Linked DNA regions of Sus scrofa: region 1 is linked to region 2. Evidence: chromatin contacts called from public HiChIP or PLAC-seq data. All regions are on one chromosome and are shown on one strand. The core of a region is the stretch at or near the end of the contact, and the rest is flanking DNA. Distances in the headings are between cores, read along the strand shown.

Region 1 (4,644 bases), core at 1,612-4,111, 210 kb before region 2:
TCCTGGAGGCAGCCGGGCAGGGCTCATGAGGCAGAACTGGGGCTGATGTGTGGGAGAGAGACTGAAACCCACTGCCAGATTGAGAGGCTCCAGGGGGCCAGTAGACACTTAGCAAAACCCACTCGTGTATTTGGATTAGAGATAAAATCGTGAAAGGTTGACCAGGCATTTTTGAATGGGTTACAAACATCTCTGCTTCTAAGCCACAGGACATGGGACAGAAACCAAGGACTTGAGGCCAAATTTTTGTATGGAACATGATCCAGTTATGCACCAGGTCTGAGGGGATGTGTGAGCTAACAAACTTCTGCAGAATGGTGTGTTTTGGGGGGGTTGTACTTTATAGAGTTATTCTGATAGGCAAAGAGATGAATCGATGCTCGCTTCCTAAGTCTACCCCCAGCAGCCCCTTCTTCCCCTTAGAGATTGGTCACTCTTGCTTATTCTTTCTTTGAATAAATAGGATTATCTAGCTCTTGGGTGAGAGCAGGGGTGGGGAGGCGGGAGAGTCTCCAAAAACAGCCAACCAGCAACTAACCAACTGGACAACCAATAACTGACCAACGAACAAGCAGCCAACTAACCAATGGCAGAACAGAGGTCCCTCAAGGATGTCCATGTCCAAATTCTTGGAACCAATGAACATGCTACCTTCTGAGGCAAAGGGTGAATTAAGGTTACCAATTTAAAACAGGTATATTGTCCTGGGTTCTCCAGGTGAGCACAATGTACTCAGGAGAGTTCTTAAAAATAGAAGTGGGAGGCAGAAGAGCAGTTCGACCAGACATGAGAAGGACTCAACCTTCCACGGCTGGTTTGCAGATGGAGGAAGGGGCCACAGGCCAAGGAATGTGGGCAGCCACTAGAAGCAGGAAAAGACTAGGCAATGGAGCTGGCCATGGAGACTCCAGAGAGGAACATCTGACCATAACATTAGATTAACCATGGAGACCCAGGTCAGATTTCTGAGTTCCAGCACTGTAGGGTAATGAATTTGTAATTGAAGCCCCTAGGTTTGTGGCGGTGTCTTACAGCAGCAATAGAAAAGAAATAGACTAGCGATCTAAACTCTCTCTCTATTCTACATGGTCAAGCCCAAGGCTACAACATGTGTGGCCTTCAGCCTGCTGCTCTAGCCTCAGTTCATGAGGTCCCCTGTCCTGTGCCCCTCCCACCAGTCAGGGAATCTTGCCACCCTTACACCATCCCAGCCTCTCACCTCTGCCAATGTTCAAGGTTCCTTCTGGAAGGGCCATCATGACTTACATTTGCACAGAGCTTTCAGGCTTGCAAAAGCCCTTACACGACAGTTCCATAGATGCCACAGTTAGCCTCTCACTAAGTACCAAGTCTCTTTGAGGGCAGGGTTCTGGACTTAAGTATTTGTCTTGGCACCCCTCATAGAAAGAAGCCTAGCTGTGGTCAAAGTGGGCATAGGGGTAAAAACAAGAGGGCCAGAAGGTCACCAGAGGTTGCCAAGGGCACCGGCCCCACCTCCTGGCTTAGGCACTGCCCCCAGACTCAGACACCCTGATGACAGGGCCATGCTTTTGTCCTTTTCAATAGAGTAGGGTGCTCAGTAAAGAGTTGTTAGGAACGTCTCTTCTGGTACCCTCCCTTGGGTTCTTTCAGTCCTACCGTGATCTCCCAAGATGCCTTCACTCCAAGGACCTCCAGATGAAGACCCCTTTAGAGAGAGTTTTAATTCTGGACCTTCCCCTAGTGTTGGGCTCCCCCATAGGCCTTGCCCCAGGCTCTGCTCCAGGTGGGACAGCTCCCTGGCTACCCCTGTCCCCACAGGTGCAGGCAGGACGAGGCACTGCGCAGCAGAGGGACCCGGGTGCGGGGAGCCAGGGGCCACTGGGGCAGGCTCACTCTTCCCTCTCATGGGCACGACCTGTCCTGTTACTCTGGGTCACTTTCAGTAAACAGGGGAAAGAGAACAATGTCAGCCCCCAAATGAACCCATCAGGAAAGGAGGGTTATTGCCAAGTGTTCTCAGAAGGCACGGCCTACAAAGAAGGTAAAACCCTGTCTTTAACATCAGGCCCCAGTTCTGGCCCTTTTGTGAGCAGAGACCTGATGGCCCTTAAAGAGAACTGCTTTTCTACTAGCTTCTCTTTGATTTTCCAGGATTACTTGGCCTGTTCCCTCAGCTCCTGGGTGAGAGGCTCCTGACCCAGCAGCCAGTGGGGGGCAGAGGCTGCCGGGATTCAAGCTGCTGGCAAACCTGGGACAGCAGCGCGGGCTGCTGGCTGTGCCCTTTCAGCGGTGGCATTCCCATCTCCAAGGAGGCAGCGGCGTCAATCCAGGACTTCAGCATCTTGCCCTTTGGGTGGGCAGAGGTGTCCCATAGCAACTGGGGCTGTGATCTGCATAGGACAGCACATTGCATCTATTCAGGGCTCTCTTTCCCCTGCTTTCTTTGAAACAAGCTTGCCCTATATCCAAGTTCCCTGTGAGTCCCATACAATGAAAACAGCAGTTGACAGGTTCCCTGTAACTCGTGAAATCTGAGTGCATCCAAGGGGAGAAAGAGAACGCTCATTACTGAAACACAAAACGAGCCCCTTTCAAGGCACGGCGAGCTGGCCCTTCAGTTTGCGGCCGCTGACCCCGCTGCCCTTCTGAGCACAATAAGCAGAGGGAGGAGACGGAGAGAGAGGTCTTTACTCCTTAAGTTGCCAATTGATCACCCTCCACACCCCTCTGGGGGCTTCTTCATCCAAACAATTCAGGTGACGGAGGTCAAGCCTCCAGCCATTCCTCCCGGGAGATCTTAGCTCTCCCTATAGGGACTTTCCCAGGTGAAACAAAGACAAGCTCTAGAAGCCTTAAACTCCTGCTGATGACACTCGGTGGAAACAGAGAGAAAGGGGAAATTAGCAGGGCCCAGAATCATCCAGCCAGACCCCAACAGCCTTCTCATACTCTGGGCCTGGACCAGCCACTGTGGAAGCCCAGTCCTGTCCAGGCTCCAACATGGCGGCCAATGACTGACCGCCTAGCATGGGGTTGGGCCAAGGAAGCCATGCAAGGGGCAGAAACTGCCCTATGTTTGCCCATACCAGCTTTTGGCTGATTAACCAGACTTTTAATCTCCAAACCGCCCCCCCACCCAAAACCTCAGAAGTTGGGAAAGAAGAGGAAGAGGAGGCAGCGCAAGAAGAAAAGGAGGAAGAGAAAGTAGAAATTCATGAAGTAAGCCAAAATAGTACAAGCTTCCCATGAAAGCCTGTAGAGAAGTGCAGCCCATTCCAGAGGCTGTCCAGTGAGGGCTCTGGAGGAGCCAACTCCACAGCTTGGATGGTAAACCCCACGGTGCCCAGAGCAACCCAGGACAGTGTCAATGAAGAAAACACACTGGGGTTCTGGGGCTTAGCCCACCCAGCCCGCAGCTGGGCGGGACAGGGCTAAGCAGGATAGGGCTCTATTCTTTCATCTCTGATTCCACAGGCAGGTAGGTACTGAGAGTGAGGACACAGGCTCATTGTGGCAATGATCTGGGGCAGGATTACTTGGGGAACACAGGCAATCATGTAACCACTGCACTTCCGATTTTATCATCAGGAAATAACCTGTACCACTTGCGAGTCTCTAAATGTGCCATTTACTTTCATTTCCCATCTTCCTGCAGGAGTGCCCCCTCCCCCCGCCACCCATCTGACAGATTCCTGCTGATTCTTCAAGCTGTATATGTAGTGCTATATTCTTTAGGTATGCTCGTATCTTAGCACAGTTCACGTGGTATGACGGTACTCTGTTTACTTACTTTCTATCACAGGACTAAAATTCCCTTGAGTTTAGGATCACCCCCAACCAATCATTATTGCTTTTGGTACTGATGCTTAGCTACTTATTACCTGAAGAACTTAATGGAATCATGATGAGGATACTTGTTTCTTTTTCAGGTCCTAACATTGGTTTTTATTCACTCCCCAAGGACTTGTGAACAGGGGTAGTACTACATAACTCGAGAGACCCCATTCACATGGAATATCATGTGAATGGCGGCCCCAGAGCTATGGAATATGGTGGCCCTGCTAATGGAACTCCTCCCACAGGCCACGTACAATGGGGAAATCCAGGTACTAGGAGCTTACATTCTAGTTACAGAGACAGAGCTAATCTGGAAGGATGCCATAAGGGCATGGTCAAGGGCGACCCAGCCTGGGGTGGCAGCAGGGGTCCTGGTGAAGGAGGATCTGTGGGGACCACAGCCATTGGGAAGGACTTTGGGGAGAAAGTAGACCTTATCTGCATTATCCATGATAATGAAAATAGGATTATGAAAGGAAGGTATGCAGAGCACAGAGAGGATTCTAAGGGCAGTAAAACAGTTTTGAATGATACTATTATATACATATTCATATATATAATGTATATTATGTACATATTCATATACATATATAATATATATATTATATATATAATAGGGTATACATGTCATCATTATACATTTGTCAAAAATTCATAAACTGCACACGACCAAGAGTGAACCCTAATGTAAACCATGGACTTTGGATAATTATGATGTGTCCATGTAGGTTCATCCATTACAACAAATGTGTCTACTCTGGTGGGGGATGCTGATAATGGAGGAGATTGTGCATGTGTGGGAGCAGGATAGAGGGTCCAAGATGT
Region 2 (4,521 bases), core at 702-3,201:
TCCTAAGTGGTAAGTTCCAAGGGAGCCCCTTTATCATCATGTGGCAAAACCTGCTGAGCATAAAACCTCCAGAAGAAAGGCAGAACAGAGAGATCAAAATATCAGTAGAAACAATAACATCATTAGATCCACCCCCTTAGATTTCCCAATTACGTTACCAATAGATTCCACTGGATCTGCTTTTTACAACCAAGAGCCCCAGATAACACAGTATTTATCATAAGCTTACAAATTACTCGGAAACACTCTTGCAGATTATTTTTATTGTAGCTTCGGCCAAAGACGTTAAAGCTGAGACTTCTGCAAAGCTTTACAGAAAGACCCTAACTACTTTCATGCAGTGAGATATGTTCCAGGAATTGCCAGTTCGTCTAGAAATGACGCAATGTCATCTAATGATGAGGCTACTCTGATAAGTAACAATTATCAACTATCACTTTCAGTTTTTATTTTTCCTATTATATCATACTTACAGCTCAACCTTCACTAATACAAGTTTCTATGATTTATTTGATCCACTGTGAATTTTTTTTCACATTACAATTTCCTGAAATACAGTCACCTTGGTTCTTGTTAGCCTTTAAAGAGACCAAATTCATTTTCAGTTCTAATTCAGTCATTCATATTGTGGTCTATCTTAACATTCTATCTGCTGAGTTCATCTCAGTGATATCCACAAGATTAAGTGACAATGATATGTGGGAACTGTCACTCTGCACCTTCCCTGAAGGTGGAAATATTAGCAAAATTAGAATTTTTTCATTGCAGGAATGGCTGCCCCTCTGTTTACTCAGCAATAAAACAAAGCCGGTGAGCCCTCCTTCTTTATTCTTACTCTATAAAAATGAAGTGGGGTGAGTGAGAGCAGGTGGAGATCCTAAACACCAAAGGTAGGAGAGTTATCCCCCACTTCCATTTATTTCCCCATCCAAATTCTGTTTTCTTAGACAGCCAGATATCATGGGCATCTCTGGCTATCCCATATAGATAAGATGGTGGTAAGATGATAAAAAGGGGAAAGAATGAAGGCTTATGTACTCTCCTTGGTAACTCACTCCAATGTTTCAACACTACCTGGAAGCTTTTTCTAATAAATATTTCTAAGTAAATACTATTGGTAAAACACTACTGAATACTATTCCTTTGCCAGGCACTATGTTCTATTCTTCCTAAAAGCATTTCCTTTTTTTTTTTTTTTTTTAACTCTTATGTAGACAAAGAAAAAGCTGGAGTCTTTTCTGTAAAAGATTATTATAAGGTCATATCTCAGCATTGTCTATGATAAACTACCCCAAGGCCTTGAAACATTCTTTATTTTGATGATTAAAATTATATATATTATACAAAATGACTATGCCATTCAATTGCTATCTTACTCTACTACTTTTCAACTATTACTACGTGGGAGAAGCGGATTTCCCAAGGGTCTAATTTTCTCAACATTTAAACTGATGCATATTTATAAGAGGGAGAACCAGGAACAGAGGACATTATACTCTGTGTTTGCCTTAGTGGCATCTGCAATGTTAAATCACCCCGACCTGTGGAAGTCGCTGCATCTCAGCTTCCTTACATGTGAAAAGATTGACAATCAAGCTGAAATCAAAAATAAAGCTTATCTGCTACTGACCCTGGGGGAGGATGGAGAGTGAAAATAAGGCAAGTGCAGAGAAACACTTTGAGATATCTGAGCAGCCTTCAGTCTGAAGTCACACAGGGCTGGACCCTTGGCAGCCATGTTTGAACCATGTGATCAGACTGGCAAAGGGCAGACATCACCCGTGCTAAGCCCATCCGCTCTCCCAGGAATTTATATTGAGAGATGCCGGCCAGCGGAACTGGTCAGCTGAACTGAGGACAGGTAAACTTAAGTACTGAGGAGGCTACCATGTGTGGACGTGGGCTTACTTAGCAGTGCAAGAGGCCAGCTGAGAAAGAGACAAAGGAGGAAGTATATCTAGAAAGAGAAGCAGAGGTCTGTGTCCACAAGTTTCAGAAGGGGGCTAGGCAAACAGGGAGGCACCTGGGGAGCAGGGACTTGCAGGCTGGCTCCTTGTCAGTGCTCTAGTTCCAGGCTCGGCTCTCTTTAGAAGCCCAGACAGATCTCATGCCCTTGGGCTCCGTAAGGTTCTCCTGCTTTCTTGTGGTGAATTTCTCTCTTTTTTGTTACGACAGTTTGGGTGGCTTTCAATTATTTTTAAACAAAGATTTCTAACCTTATTTGCCAATAAGGCCATGGTTCTCAATTCCGGTTGAGCATCAGAATGTCCTAAAGAGTTTTTGAAAACCCAAATACCCCTGCTCTGTTCCCAGCAGTTCTGGGATAGAACCCAGGCGGGTGAAATCTTTAAAAACTAAACCTGAGAACTACGGTTCATGGAGTGGCAACCAGTACGTAGCAGAAAGCTGGGCATCAAAAGAAAATGGACGTTCCAGATCAAGAGAACAATGGCAAAAAGGGAAGGAATAATAACCATAGGATGGAAGCATGGACACCACTTCTGCAAAGCTGCGTGCTGAAAGTGACTCATCGTGGCATGTGCTTCCACACTGAACAACCTGCGGTCAGCTTCAGCCCTCTCTCATGAAAGGGGTTCAGAGTATCTCGGGTAACTTCACATAACAAGAAACTATCCTCTGTAGCTTTAAATCTAAATCATTTTGGTATCTAGAAGCATTGAATCTTAAAAAACAACAACAACAAAAAAACGCATTATTTAGCTAGACAATTATAGGTTGTGATGGGCTAGGCAAGGCACAAATGAAAATAAGATGTGGGTGTGTGCAAAAGAGGCAATTAACTGGGAATTTGGTATCGAAATTCTCCCCTGCATTGGAAGAAATTGAGTCCAAAAGTGATTGTGTGCATCTGACAGTAAGATTAACACCCAAATTGTGGAATAAATTAGTAAGTAAAACTACAAATGAAATCACTCTCATAACTTTGACAAAGGAATTGAGCTCAAGTTTAGAGAGTAGAAGGTCTTTTTTGAGATAGATGAGAAAGATTACCGTAAGATGTGTAAAACTTTTTTTCAACCACTATTAAATCTTTTATAATATTATATATACAAACACATCTTTTGGAGTTCCCATCGTGGCTCAAACCCGACTAATACCCATGAGGATGAGGGTTCAATCCCTAGCCTTGCTCAGTGGGTTAAGGATCTGGTGTTGCCATGAGCTGTGGTGTAGGTCTCAGACTCGGCTTGGATCCTGAGTTGCTGTGGCTGTGGCGTAGGCCGGGCCCCGAGCTGGGAACCTCCATATGCCAAGGGTGCGGCCCTAAAAAGACAAAAAAAATTTTAAAAAATTAAGAAATAACTGGGTCCCCATGCTGTGCAGTGGCGGGGGGGGGGGAAGTGTGTTGGGGGAAATAACAATAAAAAATAATTTTTAAAAATGTATCTTTTAAGAAATACATCATTTGGTTAAGAGGCACTGGTAACAGGTATAGTTGGCTCTGCTGCAGACCCTGGGAATGAATTCTCCACCAGTGAATGGACTGATGTCTGAAAGCACATCAGGATTAATATACAACAACAGGAGTTTCAATAAACAGATGCAAAGAAAGTCTGATTTAGGACTTCGAAACTTCCTCTGTCTAACAGATACAGATTTGGCAGTGAGTAGAACTCTGTCGTCATCTCATGTTGACGTTCAAGGCACTTCTGTCAAAATGACTGTAGGAATTTGGGAGGCATTTCCTTCTGGAGAAACCTCAAGAAGCTGCTGGTGACTGACTGGAGAGCACCATGACAACCTGGGTATGGGACATTAAGACCCCATAAGGAATGAGTCCCCTGCTATGGTCACTTCATTGCTCAGGGTCCCCTGCCTATAGCCCCATGTGTACCAAAAGGGAAGAATAAGTGTTGAGTAAAATAGAAAATAGAATCACTACCATTCCTTTATGACATCATTCTGGACAAATAAATGATCTTACCTTTTTGAATTCTGCTTTCTTAACTACAAAACTGAGACTTCTCCAAGTCAAATACAAAGGAAGATCCTAATGACAGCTTTGAGAGATAGTTGTGTGGTTTAAGGGCAAAGATGGCAGAGTCCTAATTGAATATCCAGTTTCCTGAAGAGTTTGTTCTACAAATGATGTGGTAATAACAGCTAACGTTTGTTGAACACACATATCAGACACCATTCTCACCTATGACATTATTAACTCTTTCAACCCTCCTTATAGCCCCTGAAATAGGTTCTTCTACTCTGCTCACATTTACAGTCCACAGAAAGGTTACATAATAGCCAAGGTGAAGTATCCAGAAGAGACAGAGCCAGGATATACTCAGGCACCTGTAACTTCTAATAATCCCCCTCACCTCTCTGCTTCACTGCTTCATAGACTGTGCTGACCACCCAGAGGTTTCCCTCATTGCCTTCCAGTCTTTCCAAGCATTGCTGGCCTAATGGCCATTTCCATAACACTAAACCAGCAGTGGGCACCTGCTTGTCCAGAGGGAAGGCTTTGTAGAAAGGATCTTCGTTACTTCCCATATTTCAAAC

Evidence for each region. HiChIP or PLAC-seq counts read pairs in DNA pulled down with a chosen protein or histone mark.
Region 1: a contact with region 2 is called in an H3K27ac HiChIP or PLAC-seq map of alveolar macrophages. The contact joins two enhancer-like sites. A contact is called at or near these places in 2 of 2 datasets of contacts at active chromatin or transcription factors (alveolar macrophages and skeletal muscle).

What each region holds. Positions count from the first base shown.
Region 1 is chr7:92,263,623-92,268,266 of Sscrofa11.1, reverse strand. The region is part of intron 11 of RAD51B (DNA repair protein RAD51 homolog 2); the gene reads right to left. Among named protein-coding and RNA genes, the nearest start is that of ZFP36L1, 230 kb to the left of the region's middle. Within about 2 kb of position 2,861, at least 12 of the 83 cell types and tissues checked have an H3K27ac peak or open chromatin away from gene starts, as enhancers often do. A contact at or near this core is called in alveolar macrophages, where this site is marked.
Region 2 is chr7:92,057,306-92,061,826 of Sscrofa11.1, reverse strand. The region is part of intron 9 of RAD51B (DNA repair protein RAD51 homolog 2); the gene reads right to left. Among named protein-coding and RNA genes, the nearest start is that of ZFP36L1, 440 kb to the left of the region's middle. Within about 2 kb of position 1,951, at least 5 of the 83 cell types and tissues checked have an H3K27ac peak or open chromatin away from gene starts, as enhancers often do. A contact at or near this core is called in alveolar macrophages, where this site is marked.